3 separate regions of the Mus musculus genome follow, and regions 2 and 3 are each linked to region 1. A link is a contact called in public Hi-C and HiChIP or PLAC-seq data. All regions are on one chromosome and are shown on one strand. The core of a region is the stretch at or near the end of the contact, and the rest is flanking DNA. Distances in the headings are between cores, read along the strand shown.

Evidence for each region. Hi-C and Micro-C count contacts between places; a contact is called where the count stands out from the background. HiChIP or PLAC-seq counts read pairs in DNA pulled down with a chosen protein or histone mark.
Region 2: a contact with region 1 is called in a Hi-C map of pancreatic cancer cells, with 5 times the contacts expected there. The contact joins two enhancer-like sites. A contact is called at or near these places in 2 of 484 Hi-C or Micro-C datasets (the AML12 cell line and pancreatic cancer cells) and 2 of 115 datasets of contacts at active chromatin or transcription factors (both in embryonic stem cells).
Region 3: an Esrrb HiChIP or PLAC-seq map of embryonic stem cells shows a contact between it and region 1, with 5 times the contacts expected there. The contact joins two enhancer-like sites. A contact is called at or near these places in 8 of 484 Hi-C or Micro-C datasets (the AtT-20 cell line, colorectal tumor organoids, cortical neurons and 1 more), 9 of 115 datasets of contacts at active chromatin or transcription factors (SST interneurons, a colorectal cancer cell line and embryonic stem cells) and 1 of 9 other capture datasets (embryonic stem cells).

What each region holds. Positions count from the first base shown.
Region 1 is chr14:99,322,115-99,326,535 of GRCm38.p6, forward strand. No RefSeq gene overlaps it. Among named protein-coding and RNA genes, the nearest start is that of Klf5, 26 kb to the left of the region's middle. Within about 2 kb of position 2,612, at least 75 of the 459 cell types and tissues checked have an H3K27ac peak or open chromatin away from gene starts, as enhancers often do. A contact at or near this core is called in the AML12 cell line, colorectal tumor organoids, embryonic stem cells and 1 more, where this site is marked.
Region 2 is chr14:99,546,910-99,551,330 of GRCm38.p6, forward strand. The region is part of intron 1 of Gm41230 (predicted gene, 41230); the gene reads left to right. Among named protein-coding and RNA genes, the nearest start is that of Gm41230, 27 kb to the left of the region's middle. Within about 2 kb of position 1,847, at least 72 of the 459 cell types and tissues checked have an H3K27ac peak or open chromatin away from gene starts, as enhancers often do. A contact at or near this core is called in the AML12 cell line and pancreatic cancer cells, where this site is marked.
Region 3 is chr14:99,508,063-99,512,483 of GRCm38.p6, forward strand. No RefSeq gene overlaps it. Among named protein-coding and RNA genes, the nearest start is that of Gm41230, 12 kb to the right of the region's middle. Within about 2 kb of position 2,244, at least 10 of the 459 cell types and tissues checked have an H3K27ac peak or open chromatin away from gene starts, as enhancers often do. A contact at or near this core is called in colorectal tumor organoids and embryonic stem cells, where this site is marked.

The DNA of each region.
Region 1 (4,421 bases), core at 1,362-3,861:
GTGTGTTGGTCTTCTCCACCCATGGTGTGAGTCAGGCTTAGGAGTAATCACCTTAAAGGGCCAAGCGGTCCCCGTCCCCCCCATACACACACACACTAGCTTTTTGTGTATTCTCTAACGCCCCCTCTCTGAGTACCTATTAGCTGTTCCTCAGCGATGGGTAGTGTCCCACAAGGTCTTCCCTCACGCAGATAAAGTGGCGAGTGGGTAGGCAGCTCTTGTGCAGATTTACTGAGAACAATCTCAGCTGAAGTGAGCTCACTGGCCCAGTGGCTGCTGTGTCCAGAGGATGCAGTTTTCCTGCTGTCCTCTGAGACTGTTGTCCTCCGAGACTCTGCTCCTCCGGGGGGGACGCTTGTTGAAACTTGGTGGGGTGATATCGATGGGGTGATATCGATGTCTTATTTAGGCCATCCACTCCACAGTTTCGCAGCCTTTCTACTTCACCCGGTTGGGAAACTCTACATTAGCTGCGCATGACTTCAAAGAGTAGCTGCTATGATAAAGGCTGGGAGCATCACTAATCTATGAACATCCACATAAAGTCAGTTCACCTGTGAGGCTGGAGGGACCCTGTCTTTGTGGGGAGACCCTCCTCTGGATAGCACGTTTAATTGCATAGCTATACCCATGGTTCTAGAGGGTGATGTTGGATGTAATGACCCTAGCACAGGGACAGGGTCTTCGTCATAGCTGTGGGTCAATAAAGTGGAGGAGCTGGGATGTGGCATCCCTGTCTCAGCTCTTGTACTGATGGTGAACAGAGTTCAAAGGGATGGAAACGTACGTACCTCTTTGGAAAATCCAACACTGGCTTCCTTAAATTCTATCCCTATAAAAACGTCACGAAGTATAGCCAATACCCAATGACCATAGCCAACAGGACAACACACAACTACCATAAACAACACCGTTCTAAAGATCACACTGCAAACTGTGATAGAGGAAAGTAAGAGTCGTTAAGACTAACAGAAAAGAGGCATTTCTGCCGAAAGTGCTGCTCAAAATAAATCAGACACCAGTCAGTGAGGTACAATCTTGTTGGTTTGCTGGTCCCGATTTTTCAGATCTAACAATAATAGCATGTGCTCTGAGAGCCACCTAGTCATTTACAGTGTAAGGCCTGCTCTCCTGTAATCCTGCAACAGCACCTGTGAGGACAATGTCGGTGGCGATTCTTTTACATTTCAGACCCAGTCTCACCATATACCTCAGGCTGGTCTTGAACTTGCAGTTAGGGATGCTGGGATTACAAGTATGTGCCGCCGCCGCACCTTACTATAGAAGGCTGTGTTGTCTTCTTCGATGTTTCGTTTTGTGAATGTCCTGTGTTGTGCAGGAGTGTGGAAATGCATGCTTTGCACGTGCATGAGTGCACATGTGTGAGAGTTCATTTGCTGGGGTTCCTACGCTCGTCTTGCTTGTTAGCTTGAGGATCCTCTGCATTTCCCTTCCTGGGCTGTCATTGCGGCTGGTTGCTATGCCTACCTAGCATTTACATGTTCTAGAGGAGTGGAACTCCAGTCCTGATGTTTGTGCATCAAGCCGTTTAACCACTGAATCATCTCTCAAGCCCAATGTGCTTATTATTGTATTAACCTGACAGAGGAAGAAAATACTAACCAGGAAGTTGAAGTGGCTTGTCTTTCCTAGTTGAAGTGTAGCAATAGAAAGCCAATGTTTGGGAGAGAGGGGTGTCAGAGGCCTTGGATACCACTATTCTGGAAGCAGAGACAGATAGATCCTGAGATTTGAGGCTAGTCTGGTCTACAGAGTGAGTTCCAGGACAGCCAGGGCTATACAAAGAAAATCTGTCTCAAAAGAAAGAAAAGGAAGGGAGGGAGACAGGTGGGAGGGAAGGAGAGAGGGAAGAAGGAAGGAAGGAAGGAAGGAAGGAAGGAAGGAAGGAAGGAAGGAAGGAAGGAAGAGGAAGGAAGGAAGGAAGGAAGGAAGGGAGGGAGACAGGTGGGAGGAAAGGAGAGAGGGAAGAAGGAAGGAAGGAAGGAAGGAAGGAAGGAAGGAAGGAAGGAAGGAAGGATGGAGAGAGAGAGAGAGAGAGAGAGAGAGAGAGAGAGAGAGAGAGAGAGAGAGAGATCGGTGTTCCAAATTCAGGCCCACACCTCTTCCATGTGTGCGTGACCCCCTACTTCCGATCCGTGTAGGTCATCCTATCATAACCAAGAAGCTAAGGAGGCTGGACCCCAAGACAGCTTTCAGTTTATGCACAGGCTTTCCCAGGCTCCTTTGCCGTTCAGCAAACCTTGGCCAGCCTATAGATGTTAGCCTGGAGAAGACGATGTAAGTGGGTCTATCTGCTTGGAGAAGGAACTACAGATCCCACCTATCCCTAGAGGACCCAGGGAGGACTTGAGCTGTCGGGCAGAGGACCAGACTCCAGAGCTGGAGAAGCCACCCAGGAAGTGCTCTGTCCACCAACTGAAAAAAAAGCTCTGTGCCACCGAATGGCATGTCTGCTGCTCGGACTTAGAGAGGAAGGGAGAAAAGTGCCCAGGCCTTTGATCTGATCTATGGGCCACCAGCCCTCCTCCCCCACCTGAGACTTCCTGAGGCAGGAAGTGGTGACATCACCTGGGTCTGTCAGCGCTCTTGGGTACTGACTCATCACCATTGCTGGCATACTGATCCCTCAGATTTCCAAGCACATTTCCAGGCCTCAACAATGACCACCTCACTTGCAACTTTAATTGGCCTGTTCTTCCGCTGGCTTCCTGCTTCCTACCCTTTTATTATTCAAAAGTGTGTCTCAAACACTTTATTCTTCCATTCCTAAGTATTTCAGTAGGAATTCCTTTAGTACACACCACTTGTGACTCCTCCTGCGGAGCTGTCTACCTCCCCCTACTCCCTGCCTCTCTGTGGGCCACCACTCTTCCAGGGCAAGACTTCCTGTTGGACTGTCCTTCAGAGTCCTTGTAGGACCTGCTAAGCTTTGTTAAGATTATCCTGCTGCTCTTAGTTCTAAGGTGGAGGCGGTCAGGTCATAAGAATGGTTAAGTGAATGACAGTCCCCTTGACCCATGGCCTCAGCGTTGGATAGGACTGTGGTTTCCAACCATCGGCTCTCTCAGTGCTTTAGGAAAATCCCCTCCACTTAGTTGCATCTGCGTGGGCTTGAGGGTTTCTGAATATAGATCATTAGATATGGAACCAAGGTGGCAAGGGTTATAGACATTTATGATTTTACATTTACATATTTAAAACATTTTTTTCTCATGGAAATTCTCATACAAATATAAAAGGAGCCAGGCATAATGAACAATCACTCTCTGTATTCAGCTTTAACAAGGGGCCAACTCACATCTGACTTAAATTTCCCGGGCCTTCTACCTGCCCGTGCTTGTTACTCCTTTATTATCTAAAAGCACACCTCAAACTCGTTATTATTCCATTTGTAACTATTTAGGTGGAGATGACAAGCATTACTTTTAAAATGTCACTACAACATACGCCCACTTCTGCACTGCAACAGTGAACCACCTCTGCACACAGGAAGTAATTATTTGTGTGTGTGTGTGTGTGTGTGTATATATATATATATATATTGGTTTGCTTTCTTGTTTTGTTGTAAGATCTCAAGTAGCCCAGGCTGGCCCCAAACACGCGGTGTAGGCGAGGATGACCTTGAACTCTCGATTCCCTGCCTACCTCGTGGGACTATAGACATGCGCCACAGTGCCTGATTGTGCTCACAGCTAGGGATCAAACCCAGGGCCTCGCTCATGCTGGACTAGCTCTGCACCTTGTGGGCTTAGCCTAAAATAATCCGGCTGACTGCAAAACAAGGTGGTGCACTCCTGTCATCTCAATGCTTAGAGGCTGAGGCAGCTAGGACTACATGGTGAGACCCTGTCTTGAACAGACAATCATTAATTGTAACGCCATTTTAAGTTTGAATGGGTTCTGGGAACTGACTGAAGAAAAGCACTGAGCTATCCTTCTGAGAACGGAGCTGCTCTTGAGAGTAGCACTCTGGAGAAAAAGGCAAAGCTCACAAGAAGAACACAGCCAAAACTGAGCAGAATTGTCACTGGAAGTGGCAGGCCCAGCCTTGGCTGGCTGGCTGGCTTGCTTGCTTGCTTGCTTTGAACCCTGCTATAGCACAGTCATGAATACCAGAGGACATCAAAAGGCAGCTGTGCCCGGCTCAGAATAAAACAGCTGAGCTAAACAACCAAATCCAAACAGCTGTACTGTCTTTGGACTCAGCATTGCGTTTAGACTTAGTGTTACATTAAAATTAGATGTTTTCTATCTCCAGACCTTTTTTTTTTTTTTTTTTTTGTTCTGGCAGGAAAAAAAAACAAAAAAAAAAAACAAAAAAACCAAAAAACCAAAAACAAAACAAAAAAAAACAAACCCCAAAAACCCCAACAAAACAACTGAAGCATTTTCCTTCACCT
Region 2 (4,421 bases), core at 597-3,096, 220 kb after region 1:
GACTGTGTGCAAGTTGACAAGGAGCCAAAGCACCAAAGCAAAAAGAATATAGTCTGTTGAAAAACCAGTTTCAAGTCAGAACCTCTTTAGTGGACTGACTTTTGAATATATTCACTTTCTCTCTTTCTTTCTTTCTTTCTTTCTTTCTTTCTTTCTTTCTTTCTTTCTTTCTTTCTTTCTTTCTTTCTTTCTTTCTTTCTTTCTTTCTTTCTTTCTTTCTTTCTTTCTTTCTTCCTTCCTTCCTTCCTTCCTTCCTTCCTTCTCTTCTTCTTCTTCTTCTTCTTCTTCTTCTTCTTCTTCTTCTTCTTCTTCTTCTTCTTCTTCTCCTCCTCCTCCTCCTTCTCCTCCTCCCCCCCCCTCCTCCTCCTCCTCCTCCTCCTCCTCCTCCTCCTTCTTCTTCTTCTTCTTCTTCTTTTTCTTCTTCTTCTTCTTCTTCTTCTTCTATCTCCACTGTGGTTCAGATGAATACCTTTGAATAAAACATTGAGGAAAAGATTATTCTAAAAATTCCAAAGCCATTTTCAGACACATGTAATCCAAGTACCTGGGAGGGAGAGTGAGGAGAATTGTAGTTGAATCCAGGCTGGGCTATAGAAAAAACACTTTACCTCAAATAAGACAAAACAAACAATTAATAAAATAGGGATCAGTTTCTGCCTGCTTCTGCTTCCACATGACATTGGACACCTTGCTATAAATTTTATTGCTATGGAAATTAATAGCAGAATGTCTTCAGGTCCTACTCTGATAGCTCTGAAAACTTGGAGCGTGGGGGCAGGAGTAGAGGCAGGGGACTGCAAACTACTTAGATGTTGGATCTCAATTGATTTTTTACAGCTCTTATATTTATGAAAAGGCTGAGGATTGGTGGCATATAAGGGAGAAGATGATTTTACTTGTCTGGAAAATGCAAACATCTGCCTCTTTTCTCTGAATACCTTCTGATTTATGTGCCTGTACGAACTTGATAGCTATAAAACCAACTAGCAATGTAATATATTGGAATTATATTCTCCCTTTGCTTTAGGGAGCTCCAGAACCTAGGAAGTGAGTAATGATATTGCATGGATAGATGAACTTAATTCTTTCATCATCGAATTTTGTTTGTGACTGCATGGTAACAACTGCAACAATAGAGACTAAGCACGCACTGCTCGGAGCGATTCTGTTTCTTGTTCGCTTCAGGAAGAAGCAGCTATGTTCCATAATTTAAAGAATGCTTCTGTCCTCGCTCAACATCACCATGACTCAGCAATTTAACCTTGTGCAGTGGAAGCAGAAGAAAAGTAGGACATTTGGATTCTGGCTTAGTGGGGTATGGGTGTGGGGCTCCCTAACCAAGTCAATTCCATCTTGAAACTCAATGTCCCATCTTTTGAGAGCTACATATCTGAAGAATGGGTCCTATCCTGAGCATTTGTCTTGACAGTAGTGAGTCTTAGAGAGCCTTCACTCCTTCTGTTCATCTGATATCGTCATCCTCTCTCCCCTAGGGAAAGAATGTCCCTTATTTGTCCACATGCAGGGACTTCAGTGACCTGTGTTGAAGCTTTGGAAAACTCTTCTTAGCATTTTGATCTATTTCCCTCATTCATCTCTAAGGCCAGTGTTTTGTAAGGCCTGTTGGTGACTGTAAGTTCCGTTCCCACTGGAGCGGCTGTTGTCTCTTCCATTATCTCTGCCTGTCATTCTTTCCCTGGTCTCTGCTTTCCCATTCTGAGGCGGCTACTCTGGACTTTCTTTAGTTAAGCTATAATTGAAATCTGATTTCATAAGCCCATTACTGTGGCCAGATGACAGAAGAGCCTCTCGAAGGGCACACTTAATACAGGAAGTGAGGTTAATGATTCAGTAGGCGAAACTTCCTTGTGACTCACAGTGCCACCTAATAAAATGCCTTGCTCACAACGGAGACTTAGTAAATGTTTGTGGACTGATTGCTAGACTGCCGATAAAGCCCGAGAATAAGGAAAATGTCATGTAGAAATCACCTCTTTCAGTCCAGCAAACAGGGGTGCTGGAAATAAACCGGCACATCTGAAATGGAATGTAAGGGACTTGGACGTAGAACTGTCCCATCAATGGCTGTACTTTATACCCTCTGTGTCTTCTTTGTACCGTCATCTTTATTTATCTCTGAGATTCAATCTCCTTATATAGTTCAGGCTGGCCAGAACTAACAGTCACCCCCCTGCCCCCATCAGCTTCCTGAGTATTGAGATTACAGACTTTTTTACTTTAAAAACTTTGTATCCTGTTACTACATAGACTTAGCTGCTGCACAAGACATCTCAGATGGCTCTTTGGGACGAGGCGCAGTTAAAAGGAGAGAAAAAATAAAAAAGAGTAAACATTAGGAAGACAATATAAAAGTGTAGATTCCTAACTGTGCCTTTGCCAAATGTTTACACCAAATACAACCTGGATTGCAAGGTGGGTTTCACGTGGTTGATTACCAATGGTGCTGTAACTGGTGACAACTCATTCAGTCTATGACAGAGCCCACTCTGCTCACATGTGGTAAGTTCAATTATGCAGGCCCTTAGGATAGCTCGTGCCTGAAGCTCATGGCCTTGAGTAGCTTAGCAGTGGATTTTGCATTCCTACAAACTTAGGGACATCATAAAAATGTATATATATGTATGCAGCCACATCATTTTGCATATATTTAAGCAAGCTTATGTAATATTTCTGAGATTTTTTGTTTGTTTGTTTTGGTTTTTGGTTTTTCATGATAGGGTTTCTTTGTGTAGTCCTAGTTGTCCTGGAACTCACTTTTGTAGACCAGGCTTGCCTTGAACTCAGAAATCTGCCTGCCTCTGCCTCCCAAGTGCTGGGATTAAACCTCCACCCAGTTTGTTTCTGAGATTCTTTGTTGACACTTCATGGAATCATGAAGAAAAACAAATAAAAAACCCGAGAATCTCTGGCTAAGAGACTCTGTGCACATCTATTCTAGTATAGTCATTTGTCTTACTTTGTTCAGGAGAGGAGACCATGGTGTTAAATCTTTAAATCTATTTTGCACAACATCAGAGAAGCATTTTTCTTTAAAAATAAGTTTAAAACACCACAAGTTTCATTCTGTCAACATAATTTCATGCTAGAACTTGTGATTTTTTTTCTCACTTTAGACATGACTCATAAAGTTAGACTTCTATCAATGTGTCACATGATGATAATTAAAGTAATTTCCAGTTCTAGAAATAAGAATTTTAGGAATCTCTAAGATGAGAATGACTCTATCCAGAGAAATAAACCAAGCCAGGAGGATCAGCTAGGTCCAGCCACCTGCCTTGGTAAATAGGATTGTACAAGAGTTCAGAGGCAGCCACTTGGTGTTCCTGGGGCTGGCTTTGTACTTCGTAGGCTGAATTGGACAATTGTGACAAAGGCTGTATAATAATAGCAAAACTCAAAATGTTCTCACCTAGATTTTAAGGAAAAGTATACTGACCTTTGTCCTACAGTGTTCCAACACACAAATTCTCAGCCTCAGCATCATTGGCATGATTGTTTGGATAGTCTTTCTTGCTGTTAGGGACATCTTTTGCCTTGTAGGATGTTGCCTAATATCTCTTATGTCTGATACCTACCTGATATCAGAAGACACACCCCTACTTTCAGTGTGACAAGAAAAAAAGTTTCCAGTTACTACTAAATATCTATTTGAGCAACACTATGTACCTATGTAGATGTTCTTTGTGCCTTAAGCATCTCTTCTACCATTAGGAAGCTCTCTGTTTTCTTTCAAAGAAGAAAATAGTTTCTGCTATGATATCAATTCAAATCTCATTCAACTTTTAAGCAATTGCATGTGCTTGTGTGTGCATGCATGTGTACGTGTGTGTGTGTGTATGCCAGAGAATCATGGTGGGTATCCTCTATCATATTTTATGTTATTCCCTTGGCATACAGTCTCTCACTGAGCCTACAGCTCCCCATTTTTCAGGCAGGCTGGTTGGTGGCTAGTTAGTCCCAGTGATTTTCCACTGTGCACCTGCACACCTCTGGGGTAACCAAGCTACTTCAGCTTTCTCATATGTATGTTGGGGATCTGAACTCAGTCCCCTTGCTTGGACAGCAAGCTCTCTTACCCACAGAGTCTGCTGCCCCCTCCATTTAGAAAAAAATAGGTTTAATGAAGCTTTTAAAATGATTATTAAAAGCTGACATCCAAAAATATCTTGACTTTTAGATAGATCAACAGAATTATAATTTTAGCCACCTAGGTAAGCTTGTTGTCTCTGAGGGTACATAAACACACTTTCTTTTTTAATCCAAGGAGGCATCTTTTAAAATATTTATCTTGAGAAGATATGAGTGAATTGACTTTAGATGTCTTGTTGCAATTAGGCAAGACACATTTTATTCCAGAGTCTACTCTAAGGCAGATGATGTATTCACAAAGAAAAATCAAG
Region 3 (4,421 bases), core at 994-3,493, 190 kb after region 1:
GGCCCAAGGATACACAGAAAACATGATGTCTGAAATCAGAGATTCTTGCCAAGGATTCAATGTCTCCTCCATACACTAGAAAGAGTGATTTTGTGTCTGTGACCTTAGAAGAAGCATGGTCTTGTAGACATGTGAATGTCTGACGTTCAGAACCATAAACTCAAATTCATGGTTTTGAGCTCCCCTAAACTTGGTTGTAGCAGCTATAACCAACAAATACAGCACAAATGATGTTCAGAAAGGTGGTTTACACGGCCATTTTCAATGATGTGTGACTTTTTACTAGACCAATAAGACTTATGCTAACTTGGGTAAGGGAGTGTCAATAGTTTGATATGTTATTTTCAGTGAGAGGTTTCTTACCTGTTATACATAGGCAATGTTCTTTAAAAGCATTGGATTTTTCCTAAGGCAATGATTCTGCAACCTGTCCTTGACCAGAAAATGCATTGTTTGCTTTAATTGTTGCTATTCATTAAGCAACTTTGTTTGCTTTATTTGTTTGTTTATTTATTGAGACAAGGTTTCTCTGTGCAGCTCTGGCTTTTCTGAATCTTGCTCAGTAGACCCGGCTAGCCTCAAACTCAGAGATTTCCCCGCCTGCCTTTGACTCCTGATTAAACCTTAATTGATTACCTAAAAGCACTGGGTTTATTCCAGAGATGACGTCTAATACTTCTGCATTTCTGAGAATGTTCCTTGAGTGAGCATGTCTTTAACTCTGATGCTGTTGCGTCTATCTGTGGAAGAAGGAAGTTTTATCCTCTCAGGTTTGGAACACCCTGAACAGACAGCTATACTCATGGAAAGTTCAGGAGTCACTCGGACCTTTGGAATTGCCAACAGTGGTCTTCCTCTAAGACAATGCTCTCAACCTTCCTAATGCTGTGACCCTTTAATGCAGACTCATGCTGTGGTGACCCCCCAACTATAAAACTATTGTGTTCCTACTTCATAACTGTGATTTTGCTACTGTTGTGAATTGTAATGGGAATATCTGTGTTTTCTGATGGTCTTAGGCAGCCCCTGTGAAAGGCTCTGTTCGACCCCTACAGGTTGAGAACCACTGCTCTAAGACTTTTGGTTACCTTGGCAATAATGCTTGGACATCAGTCTTGCTCCTACCTCATCCAACTAGTAAATTAATTTGCATATCTGGCCACACAGCGAGATGTGGGGCTTCATAGCATGTTTGCGCTGTATGTATTATTTTATTTGGAGTTTCCTGGCTAACCTTTTTCTATATTTTGCAACATGCCTCCCACATCTTACACAACTTTAATTTTCCCCCTAAATGTTTTAAATCATATTTTAACACAACAGAACTTGGCAGTTTTAAATGTTTTTGAAGGTTTCCTTGCATCTCTTTTTACTTTAGAGAATGCTAAATCAAATTTTAGTAAATTGTGTTTGAGTTCCTCCACAAATGCAGGAACTCAATATTTTTTTTTCATGGAAATATGATGAATTCTTAAGTTTTGGTGTCCCAAATTTTTGGCTTTAAAACTTTAAAAATCTTGGACATTTCATTAGTTTAAAATAGCCCTATAATTACATTGGAGTATTTCTTCATGTTTGAATATCTATGCCAAAGAAATATTTTTGTTATTTTGAAATGTTTGAGATATTTGTTCTTATTGGCAGATTTTAATTGGTGAATATAAATAAGGACTACCTGTTAAATTCCCAATTCTTAGAAAATTATAAGCTCATGCAATTGAATAAGAAATGAAGCAATTCTTATGGCTGAGCTTCTACCATTAAATAGTGCTTTAAAGTTTTCTGAACTTCATGTGAACCTTTATTTTCATTCAAGTTCCATTAAGGAATTTGAAAGGGGAGTGGCAGAGACTCTTTGAATTTTTCTCTAAAGCTACTTTAACCCTCTGAAAGCCTGCTCCAAGGCAGAGAAAGGAAGCAGCTTTTCCTGCTGGAGTTCCTTCCTTCTCACAGGACAGCATAGACTGAGGTACATAGGTTCTCTGAGGGCAGGCTGCATGGCGAGGTCTGTCAACAAGCTGTGGAACACACAAGAAGAAAAGCATGTGTTTCTGACCTCCTGGGTCTTCCCTTCTCTGTGATTGCACTGACCTGTGGCCCAAATCACAAGCCTGGGAAAGTCTTTCATGATATTACCACTGCCCGTCCCCCATGTCCACTGTTTCTCAGTTTCTAGGAGAGCTGCTTCTTGCTTTGCAGGTGTGACTTTGTCTCTTCTGCTGCACCCTTCACTCAGACAATTACAATAGACTCTTAAATGGTCTTCTAGCCCAGGCTTCACTCCTGTCTGAGCTTCATTCTAACGCTAATGAAGTCCTATCAACTGTAAAGATCACCTTGGTTTCAAAGGCTTCTCACAGTCTTTACAATTAATCTTAATTTCCAAAGCCCAGCCTTACCTTTTCCTGTAGCTACTTAAGCCCTCCTCCATGTCCCAGGGTCACTGTGTGTGATGTAGTCATAGGTACAACTGTAGTGAACACTGTGTTCGCTACTATCTGTGTGGTAGAAGCTCTTTCTGCCTGAAATGCTTTTCTTGCCCTGCCCTTGAAAGCCCAGATTTTCTTGAATGGAACCCTTCTTTGAACTGTCCCTCTCTGCTGCACATATTTCTTCCACATATCCCATATCAATATATATCAATATCATATCAATATATACCAATTCAATATCAAGACATCAAGCAATATCTCTATGCTTCTCCACCCCCTCCACTGTCCCCCGAAGCCAGACTCTTGAAAACAGAAGCTGTTGCATCTGTTTTGCTATCCAAGATGCTAGATTCCCACCGTTTGCCCAAAAGATAGAGGCGTTTGATATTTGTTTGCTTTCATGGTTCGGGATGGAATGAGTCAACGCAAGTCAAATAACTTTGGTGTCTGCAACTCTGGACTCTGTATAGTTTCTTTGTGCATCTGAGGTGTGTTTGTTTCTATGGTAGCTTCCCTCCCATCTCAGCAGTGTCTGACCCTGCCCACTGCTTTTGCGATTTACCTATAGCTTCTGCTTCTAACAGGAACTGGCTTTCGCCCAGAGCAAGTGTTATCTGCTTTCTCATATCTTATTTCTCTTCCTTCAGTAGGGCATCAGCAGGCTTACCATGGGTGCAGTGCAATTGGCAGCTATCAGAGTCAAAACTCATTAATAAAAAAATGATAATGCTTCAAAGAACATTACATTACTCCTTCAAAGTCTTTGTGAACATTATCTTATTAATCATCACAATAGCTCAGGGGAAGATAAACATTGTTGGTTATCTTACCTCAGTCATATTTTGAAGGACTTCACCCCCCTCTTCTTGTTATTGTTTGATTATGCTATGAAATCTGGGTAGTGATTTTCATACCAGCTATTTGGATATAATTTGATATGCTGATGTAGAATTTCCTTGGATCAGTAAGGTAGCTTTTATTTTTATTTTAGATGTCATACCCAAACTCTTGTAGAATTCTTTCCAAAGACCCAAGAATAGAAAAATAAGAAAAAGACTCAGATATTTTAACCAAAGAATGAAGTCTTCCAGATAGCTTGATGCTAATTAAACATTGTTTATGATGTGACATAAATCAACCTAAACACAGTAGATGCCTAAATAGTGGACAGAGATGAAGCATTACTCTATAATCTAGATATCTGAAGGAAGAACATAGATGGGAAAGTAAACGTCATGGTCCAGGATGCCATTGGTAACATATTACAAAGCCAAAGGAGACATATTTTAGGAAAATATTTTAGTAAGGGGATGTTTGAGGTGCTGAAAATAGAACTCAAAGAGCCTGGATTTTAAAAATCCACTCAGTTGTTATGTCCCCATTGTGACTCTATAAGACTTGTCACATATCCTAATGCATGTGTTTACTACTCTAGTGTCTCTCCTGTGGCAAGAACCACTTATCTCTGTATACTTGGTGTAGGTATAATGTTTTTGTACTGTGTGTGAAGTTTACCCTTGTGCTATTCAAATGCTGATTTCCCTGCCCTCATATCTTATGTTGGGTGGCACTGCAATGTTTATCTTTAGCTCTCCTGACTCAAGTTGGTGTAAATAGTGCTTACCATTTATTCTCTGCCTTGTCAATAAATGCTGATCATTTGATGGTTGGGCAAAAGAGAGAATGGGGAAGAAACTTCCACCATTCAGGGGGCAGAGATGAGCCATGAAGAGAGGGTCTAAGAAGACATCATGAAAAAAAATATATCTGAAGCTCAGAGAGCCAGATCAATAATAATAAGCAAGTATTTGGGATCATGGCTTGGAGGTTGCCAGATTATAGGGAGTAAATATAATATAATTATTTAACTGCCCAGGTATTGAGGTGCAGCTTTAAAATAAATCTTGGTTTCTCTGTGTGACTATTGGGGGCTGGAAGAAGTAACAAAACATGACTCCCAGCCTAATTTACTGTTTATATTTATATGAA